Linked DNA regions of Oryctolagus cuniculus: region 1 is linked to region 2. A link is a contact called in public Hi-C data. All regions are on one chromosome and are shown on one strand. Each heading gives the region's core, a stretch centred on a gene start, on an enhancer-like site or on the middle of the called end of the contact. The rest is flanking DNA. Distances are from core to core; before and after follow the strand shown. Region 1 holds the start of CCNY (cyclin Y). Region 2 overlaps CCNY (cyclin Y).

Region 1 (4,612 bases), core at 1,217-3,716, 120 kb after region 2:
GATAAATAAATACATTAAAAAAAGTGGTATTGGAGCATTGCTTGCTAGGGGAAGTCCAGTTAAGCATGAAATCTGATTATCCTGATTTAGCACACACAGCCATGTCTGCAGTCGTGTTAACAAAAAGTAGCAGTGGACCCAAAGCTGCGTCTTTCCACCGTAAGCCCAACAACAGCGCCACCACCTGTCTGTCGTCGGTGTTGCCAGTGGGGATTTTTATTAGCGACATAGTTTTGTTTGCGTTTCACTTGTACATCTTGTTTTGTATTCAGATATCAGTAAGATTTATCTGCAGGCCGGCACCGCGGCTCACTAGGCTAATCCTCCGCCTGCGGCGCCGGCACACCGGGTTCTAGTCCCGGTCGGGGCGCCGGATTCTGTCCCGGTTGCCCCTCTTCCAGGCCAGCTCTCTGCTGTGGCCCAGGAGTGCAGTGGAGGATGGCCCAAGTGCTTGGGCCCTGCACCCCATGGGAGACCAGGAGAAGTACCTGGCTCCTGCCTTCGGATCAGCGCGGTGCGCTGGCCGCGGCGGCCATTGGAGGGTGAACCAACGGCAAAGAAAGACCTTTCTCTCTGTCTCTTTCTCTCTCACTGTCCACTCCTGTGGGGGAAAAAAAAATTTGTCTGCACAGAAGTTGGGTATTCTATTTGCTTGGGTATTTGTAGCATTATGAAAATAGTCTTAAGTTACAATGCTGAGGCCATGTTGTTTTCTATCCAAGGTCCCAGTATTGGAGCAGCTGGGACTGGGCAGAGAGCCCACCCCTCCCAGATCTATCTTCATTTCCTGACGTAGATCTGTCACTTCAAGATGTGTCAGGACATCCACTGTGGGGCTGCCGTCTGCCGTCTGCTACGTCAGGTGGCATAGCAGAGTGCCTGGGCTTGAGTCCCAGTTCTGCTTCCAATCCGTCTCCCTGCGATGGGCAACCTGCAGGCACTGGGTGGCAGCATTAAGTACTTGGGTCCCTGTCACCCACATGGAGACCTGGATTGAGTTCCGGTCTCCTGGCGCAACCCTGGCCGTTGAAGGCATTTCACAGGGTGAACCAGTGGATGGAAAAGCTCTCTCCATCTTTCTCTCTTTCTTTCAAATAAATAAGTCATTTTTTAAAAGCAGTTCTTGGAAACCCTTCTCATCCCGTGGCCATGGGCGTGATGGAGGGACGGGAGGAGGCTCTGCCCAGCAGACTGGGGGCAGGGGGTGGCGGACACCTCAGCCCTCTGGCGCAGGGACAGCGTGGCCTGGAGACGTGTTCAGCTGTGGTCCCCACACTTCCTTCTCCAAGCCCGTCCCTGGCGGTTCTAGGCGAGGCTCAGGAACGGCCCCTTCTGGCACACGTGCACCTGTGTGTCGTGGGAGACGCGGATGCCGTCCCCGTCCTTCACTTCAGAACACAGTGGGACTTTCTTAGAGCTCCAAGGTCACCTCCCAAGTGCTGGAGGTGAATGGCAGGCGGGAGCCAGCCCCTCCCACTTGGATACCCTCCTAATCCTTGTTAAACGTCCTAAACACACGTGCAGAGCATTTCAGAACACAGAAGTGCACTGAACTGTTTTGTTTCTAAGTAACTAGAAGTGGCTTTTTTTGGCCGGCGCCGTGGCTCACTAGGCTAATCCTCCACCTGCGGTGCCGGCACCCCGGGTTCTACTCCCGGCTGGGGCACCAGATTCTGTCCCGGTCACTCCTCTTCCAGGCCAGCTCTCTGCTGTGACTCAGGAGTGCAGTGGAGGATGGCCCAGGTGCTTGGGCCCTGCACCCGCATGGGAGACCAGGAGAAGCACCTGGCTCCTGGCTTCAGAGCAGCACAGCACCAGCCGTAGTGGCCATTTGGGGGGTGAACCAATGGAAGGAAGACCTTTCTCTCTGTCTCTCTCTTTCACTGTCTAACTCTGCCTGTCCAAAAAAAAAAAAAAAAAAGAAGAAGCAGCAAAATCTTTTCCTTGGAAGAAAAATGAGCTGTAGCTTTGGAAAACTGCAGATCGAGGCTCCCTCGGCAGCAGTGGGGCCTGGTGCCAGGTGTGGTCCTGATGTCGCTATGACCAGACGAGACTGGGGCTCACTGACACAGGAGCCACCTGACTTACAAAGGCAGGGTGGGCGTGGCAGCACTGGACGTGAAGCGATACCTCCCCTCTGCTGAGGTCCCCACCCCCACCAGTGGCTCTGCCGTTTTTGATTTATCCCTGGCTTACCCTCAAGTCCAATACCAGAGCCTTCCATGCCCCCTCGGCTCCAGTCTGCTGCCGAACCCCCAGGGAAGTGACTCCTACTTCCTGCAGCGCCCTCGGCCCCTCCCTCCAGAGCTCACCTCCATGTCTCTGCCCACGCTCTCCCTGGACGAGTCCGCCAGCCAGCCGGGGACCAGTGTGGTGTTCACAGGGGCTCTGGCCCAGGACAGGGCACACGTCTCTCCCTGCCTCCCATCCCTCCCAGCCAGAGCCCTCGACACTGTCACAATGCCCCTTGTGTGTCATCGCCCTGTCATGACCCTCCTCGGGCCTGTGTCACCTCTAACTGCTCTCAGATTCCCAGAACTCTGTATGTAATGCAGTGGCCCCAAAAGGTAGCCAGTCATCAGACTTGTCACTTCCATAGACCACAGGGACAGCCCAGCACTCCCAAATCCTGGCTCCCAGCCTCTCCCCCAAATGTCCTACTTCATAGGTGCCTAACTGCCAACTCCACAGGGCTCTTCCTAGGTAATTCGTTTCCCTATTTTCTTTTCTTTTTAAAAAAGACTTATTTTGGCCAGGGCCACAGCTCACTAGGCTAATCCTCCGCCTGCAGCGCCGGCACCACGGGTTCTAGTCCCGGTTGGGGTGCCAAATTCTGTCCCTGTTGCTCCTCTTCCAGTCCAGCTCTCTGCTGTGGCCCGGGAGTGCAGTAGAGGATGGCCCAAATGCTTGGGCCCTGCACCCCATGGGAGACCAGGAGAAGTACCTGGCTCCTGCCTTCGGATCAGTGCGGATCTGCCACAGCACGCTGGCTGCAGCGGCCACTGGGGGATGAACCAATGGAAAAGGAAGACCTTTCTGTCTCTCTCTCACTGTCCACTCTGCTTGTCAAAAAAAAAAAAAAAAAAAAAACTTATTTTATTTGAAAGGAAAAGGCACAGAGAGAGGGAGAGACAGAGCTACAGGGAGATCTTCCATCTGCTGGTTCACGCCCAAAATGGCTGCAACAGCCACGGCTGGGCCAGGCAGGAGCTGTGGTCTTCATCCGGGTCTCCCACGTGAGCAGCAGGGGCCCAAGCACTTGGCCATCTTCTGCTGCTTTCTCAGGCCATCAGCAGGGAGCTGTGTCAGAGTAGAGCAGCCTGGACACCATTTGGTGCCCAGGTGGTACCTTACACCACAATGCAAACCCCCTCTTTTCTTTTTAAAACCATTTTTTTCTATTAATTTTTGGACTTAAGAGAAAAAGTGAGGCAGACAAGGATCACCCATTCACTGGTCCACTGCCTTCTGCCCACGATGTCTGGGCTAGACTGGGGTGCAAGTCGGGAGCAGGGAGCACCCTCCAGGTCTCCCACGTGAGTGGACCCCCCCCACTGCTGCCCCCGGGGTCTCTGCATCGGCGGGAAGCCGGGGTCAGGAGCCAGAGCCGGCGTCAGACCCAGGTTCTCGGACATGGGTGGGTGCCTGGCCTCGTGGTTCAGCCCCAGCTAGGATGCCCTCTCTCTTGCTAAACACCATTCTGTAAACATACAGTTTTCAGTTCAGTGTCTGTCCCTGCAACATCACTCCCTAGGAAGACGTTCATGTTCTCTATGATATACGGAAACGCATCCTAAGGTGGCATTGACAGGGAAGGGAGCCCCCCACAGACTTCTGGGTAACAAAAATAACCTACTGAAAGACCAGTCCTGAGAAAAATCTCACCACGTCTGATGGAACTCCTTAAGTTTTTGAAACGATAGAGCTCAGCACGGCCACGCTGATGTAACAGAGTGGATGGCCAGCCTCCTGGCACGGGCATGGGTGCCGGTTTCTCTACACAGAAAGGAACCAATGGGAGTCCACAGCATCACGGATTGTTGGATGTTGCGATGACCCAGGGCGGACTTTTCGCTCTCAGAGTTCTTGTCCCCAGGGTTAGGTTGCCAGATGACACTTGGTGCTATTATTTTACCTACGGACCGCTTCCAGTCCACACAAGGCCACGAGACCAGGACACTCGAGAGTTAGAAACATGCATTGTTAGTGGGAGTGTAAAAGGCTGCAGCCTCGATGGAAACCACTATGGTGCCTCCTCAGAGAGTTACAGTGGGCCAGAGCTGTGGCACAGCAGGTGAGCAGCCCGCAACACGGCATCCCATCTGGGTGCCAGCTGGAGTCCTGGCTGCCCCACCTCTGATCCAGTTCCCTGTGTTAATGCACTCGGGAAAGCAGCGCAAGGTGGCCCAAGTGCTTGGGCCCCTGCACCCACGTGGGAGGCCTGGACGGAATTCCAGGCTCGTGGCTTTGGGGTGGCCAGCCCTGTTGCGGTCATCTAGGGAGTGAACCCGTGGATGGAAGGTCTCTCTCTCTCTCTCTCTCTCTCTCTCTCTCTCTCTCTCTCTCTCTCCCTCGCTGTAATTCTGTCTTTCAAATAAATAAATACTTTTTT
Region 2 (5,062 bases), core at 1,447-3,946:
GGTCACGTGGGCTCACACGCCGAGCGGGCTACAGAAGGCTTCTGAGGTAGAAATCTGAACGCTCGCTTCGCAGGATGGCTGCAGGGTGGCTCAGGAGGGGGACCGTCTTCCAAGGCACAGACGTGAACCGTCGGGCGTTCCACTGGAGAGCTCCGGGCCAGACCCCAGCACCCCAGGGTCTCCATGATGGCTGGCAAAGGCGGCAGGGAAACGCGGCCCCCTGCTTGCTCCGGCCCAGCCCCGCACAACCTCCCCAGTGAGAGAGCGCCCAGCTCCAGGCACACACACCGGGGCCCGGGCGCAGCCTCCAGTGTCTGGAAGGGCAAACGCCGGTGGGGCTGTGCCAGGTCGGCTTCAGTGTGCAGTGGGAGGGGGAGAGCATGCGCAGAACCAACAAGCCTCACAGAACCTGCGTTTAAACCTGACTTACGACTCGGGCCTTCTATGCACACAGCATTATGTAAGCATGTTTCGAGCTCCCTGCAATCTAACCACCAAAACCCCTCGCTAAGCAGAAGTCCTGGACTGTTCCCGCTGCCCCTCCCCACCCACCCCTACCCCCCAACCCCACCCCGGCTCGGCTGTTCCCGCTGCCCCTCCCCACCCACCCTCACCCCCACCCACCCTCACCCCCACCCCGGCTCGGCTGTTCCCGCTGTCCCCCCCCCACTCGGCTGTTCCCGTTGCCCCTCCCCACCCCCCGCTCAGCTGTTCCCGCTGCCCCTCCCCCCGCTCCGCTGTTCCCACTGCCCCTCCCCACCCACCCCCACCCCGGCTCGGCTGTTCCCGCTGCCCCTCCCCACCCACCCCCACCCCCACCCCCGCTGCCCCTCCCCACCCCCGGCTCGGCTGTCCGTCAGGTGAAGGGGCAGCAAAGGCGTCCGCATACCCACCATTTAATTGTATACTTGAGGTTCGGTTGACTGACTGTGCTATCGTCTAGGAAAATAGTGGAGCAGGAGCTGTACTTCCTTGCTATTTGTCCTGGAGGGTGCTGGAAGACAGGGGAACAAGACAAGCACAGTCACACAGGGCCCCACGTCCCGTCACCCCCTCTGCTGGGCACCGACCGCAGGCCCCCGCCGACAGGGAACATTCCACTCACAAGAGGGACCCCCGCACATTCGCGTGGCACCGCCCAGCCCCGAGTCTCCTACACCTGGGGGACCCTGCGACACACAGGGCGCACCGTGCACCCCAGGAGGGAGGCCCACGGCTGGCTGGCATCCTGCTCCTGTGCCCTGGGGTCAATCCAGGGGTCTGCCGTGCGCGTGGGCCCCTGGGCTACGGCTCGCCGGGGCCCGGAAAGTGCAGGCGACGCTAAGTTAGACTCTCCGGACGCTCTGGGTTTCAGCAGCTGAAGTCATAGAGAAGGAGAAGAATCTTTGCTTTGTTAGGGACAAAGCAGGTTTGAGAGGAAAACTACCTGACACTTCAGAAACTACGAGCGCTGGGTGACACTAGGTGGTGGGACTGTGCAGGCTGTTGTTTTTAAAGATTTGGTCGTTTATTTGAAAAGCGCACAGAGCGAGACAGAAATAGAGAGAGAGCTATCTGTGGTTCACTCCCCAAATGGCCACAACGGCCAAGTTTGGGCCAGGCTGAACCAGGAGCCTGTAGCTTCGTCCAGGGGGCAGGGCCCCAGGCTGCCTCCCGAGTGGATTAGCAGGGCGCTGACGGGAAGCGGAGCCCATCTGGGGTGCTGGCATCCCAAACAGCGGCTCCACCTGCTGTGTCTGTCAGGAGCCCGCCCCAAGGGCCCAGCCCCGCCTGTTCTCCACGGCCGAGTTTTGTGCTCCTGGAGAACGTTAGCACGGAGCACTCCTCCCGGAAGGGCCAGGAAGGGAGGTGGTGCTGAATTTACACGCCGAGGCCTAGCTGAGCACTAAGCAAAGGTGTGGACGCTGTCACTCACTTCCCACGCGGTGAGCGTTCCGTACCTAAACAATCAGAGGGACACACTGGGGGATCCTGGTTCCCGTTCGGGCATCCGGTTCCTGACAGCGCAGCTAGAGGGCGCTGCACCCCGCAGCCCCCGGCCCGCCTCCCTCCCCAGGCGTGGGTGGGAAGGAACCAGCCAGAGGGAGGAAACGCACACTCCCTTCCCCCTGACGCCGCCTTGTGCTGGGGGCAGGGGCGGGGGGGCAGGGGTTACACCTCGTGGGTTGTAACGTGGCAGGCCGCAGCACTCTCAGGACGCCACTCCAAGACCATCCCTGTCGGTTCTCGGCAGCTCTTATGGCAATCGCATTGCGATCAGGCAGGGCACACTGAAACGCAGAATCTAACAGCCACCAACACGGCGGCAAGCGTTTAGAAGAGCCTCAAATCCTCTCCCCACAGGCGCCCACCTCTCAGCACACGCCATCAACCCGACACCCAGACTGAGAGAGCCTTCCGAGGGTCGGAGACGCCACCTGTGCTTCCCGGGCGGTTTCCACTCTCCCTCTGACCCGGACCTCAACTGCGAAGGGAACTGCCGGGAACAAAGCTTCCTGGGCCGGGAAGCGAGGCGCGGCAGAGCAGGCGTGCACTTGCCCCCTTGTCCTCTAAGAGGTCACCCCCGGAGCTCACGGACGGCAGGGGGCGCCGTGCTGCATGCCCAGCCCCAGGAGTCAGGATTAACACAAACCAGCCACACCGAGGGGCCTGGCCCGGGGCGCGGCCCAGAACCAAGGGCTGATCTGCCAAGTTCTCAAGGCGAGGCCTCGTCAGCCTCCCGGGCCCACAGGTGTTAAGCTACGGGGATTCTTGGCTGCAGGGATCCGACACCCTGATCACCACCTGGGCGTGAAGCCATCGGGTGGACGTCAGGCCGACCGCGACGGCCGAGCGTCATTCTCTAGATCTAAACCCCAGATCTCCAAGAAGCTCAAGCGACCAGAGAAGCTCCTGGCCTGAGGCTGCTCCCCGTTCTGGGTGTGCGGAGGGAGGGAGGACCACGGTGTACCCAGCAGCCGGGCGCACCTGTGCCGCTGACAGCACAGAGAGCAGTCTGGCTCCTTGATGGCCAGAAGGGGAAGGGAGCCAGCGCCCCTCGGTGATGAGCGCAGGAGTAGGGTGAGGCGCGACCTAAGGAAGGAGGTCTGGCTCGTGCTGCTACTTGGCGAACTACAAGGAGGACGTCACTCACGAAGACCACCTGCCGGTGAGCGCCCTCCTAACAGACAAATGCACGGAGACAGAGTGGCGCAGGACGGGTAGAGAACAGGAGGCGACAGCTCCTGGGCCTGGGCTTCTTCCTGGGGAGACGAGTGTGCTAGCACAGACCCTGGGAGACGAGTGTGTGAGCACAGACCCTGGGAGATGAGTGTGTGCTCACAGACCCTGGGAGACCAGTGTGTGCTCACACAGACCCTGAGAGATGAGTGTGTGCTCACAGACCCTGGGAGACCAGTGTGTGCTCACAGACCCCGGGAGACGAGTGTGTGCTCACAGACCCCGGGAGACGAGTGTGTGCTCACACAGACCCTGGGAGACGAGTGTGTGCTCACACAGACCCTGGGAGACCAGTGTGTGCTCACACAGACCCTGGGAGACCAGTGTGTGCTCACAGACCCTGTGAGACCAGTGTGTGCTCACACAGACCCTGGGAGACCAGTGTGTGCTCACACAGACCCTGGGAGACCAGTGTGTGCTCACAGACCCTGGGAGACCAGTGTGTGCTCATGCAGACCCTGGTGAGGGGCACAGCACTCTGGGAGTGCACCAAACCCACAAAATTTTATGGCATGTAAATTAGATATCAATAAAGTTGTCTTTTAAAAAATATATATGGCAAAAGCCAAAGACCAAAGTCCAGAAACCAAAACCTCACGGGAGACTGGAAGGGGAACCAAGGGTGTCAGGGTTCTGAGTTCTGCAACGTGGTCCCAGCCACCCTGCGGACGGCCTGGATGCAGGGCCACCCCCGTGGCGACTGACCTCAGCCCCCGGGCTGTCTGCTCTAGAAGGAAGCAGGGCTCCTGGAGGAATGGCTGATGCCAAAAAGCGAAGGAGTCCCCAAAACAAACAGAATGAGGGCGTGTCACAGGGCACGGGGCCCCCGAAGTGTGTGACTGGCCAAATCCAGGACAAGGCAAGCATTCAAATGATGGAGAATGGGGGTGAGCTGTGTCTCCCCAAAACAACGGAAGCCGCAGGTGTACACGGAAGATGGATGGACGGACGAAGGCAGCCCTACCCCGCAGGAGAACGGCAACCTACAAGTGTGGGGGAGTGGGGGGCCGAGGGATGGCGACACAGATGGGCTGTGAGGAGCGTGGACAGCACACACTAACTCGGGCTGGGGAGCAGAGCAGCGCATCCACGTGGTCAGACAGCGTCTGCGGCAAAGGACCAGAGGATGGGAGTGCCCGTGCCTGCGTGTGCTTCCCCTCTCTCCCTGTAAACCTCTCACATACATAACCAAGTCAGCAGGAAAGTGTCTGCCCACTCGGTGCTCGCACGGGGGGGAATCCAGACAGCCGCTTCCTGACCATCAGAGTCAACTCCAGCGACCCAGGGCCTCGCCTGCAGGCCCTGGAAGGGCAGGAGCAGGCCCCAGCTGGTTCTGTGGCGAGCGCTCCCTGAGTCCCGTGGGTGAGCCGGGGTGGGGGTGGGGGGTCCTGTTGCAGACACAAATGGCCCCGAGTTCTGCACCAGTGTCTGTGACACGGAAGACAGAGGAAGGCGGGGACCTGCTCCAGACGGCAGGATGCCACGGCGCCCCTAGAGAATGCCAGGGCGGCCCTGGCCTGCAGCCGTGGCAGAGGGCAGGGCCCACGGAGGCCTGTGTCTGGGGTCCCATCACACCGTGAAGGCAGGCCAGCTAGCCAAAAAGAACTCTAACCAATGGAGAATCCCAATTCTGACGACACTGCTGTGGTGACAGAGAACAGCCGTGGCCTCCGGAAATACACAAGGACATGGCGGAGCCACCACCTCCCAGATGAGCCAGGAGAATTAACACAGGCTGCTGGTCAGAGGGTCACAAGAGACAGTGATGGTCACTGGTTTAAAAGCGGTGAGTCTGGGGCCGGCGCTGTAGCACAGCGGGTTAACGCCCTGGCCTGAAGCGCCG

The links. A called contact is a pair of places that touch in the nucleus more often than the background predicts.
Region 1: a Hi-C map of an unstated tissue shows a contact between it and region 2, with 6 times the contacts expected there. The contact joins the promoter of CCNY here to the enhancer-like site in region 2. A contact is called at or near these places in 2 of 6 Hi-C or Micro-C datasets (skin fibroblasts and an unstated tissue).

What each region holds. Positions count from the first base shown.
Region 1 is chr13:107,312,807-107,317,418 of mOryCun1.1, forward strand. CCNY (cyclin Y) reads right to left here and starts at 2,467. Exons shown (of 11, transcript XM_008274717.4): 1 at 2,313-2,467.
Region 2 is chr13:107,191,590-107,196,651 of mOryCun1.1, forward strand. CCNY (cyclin Y) reads right to left here. Exons shown (of 11, transcript XM_008274717.4): 5 at 894-994. LOC108178936 (a long non-coding RNA gene) reads left to right here. Exons shown (of 2, transcript XR_007914475.2): 1 at 1-46; 2 at 2,344-5,062. Among named protein-coding and RNA genes, the nearest start is that of GJD4, 27 kb to the left of the region's middle. Within about 2 kb of position 2,697, at least 1 of the 8 cell types and tissues checked has an H3K27ac peak or open chromatin away from gene starts, as enhancers often do.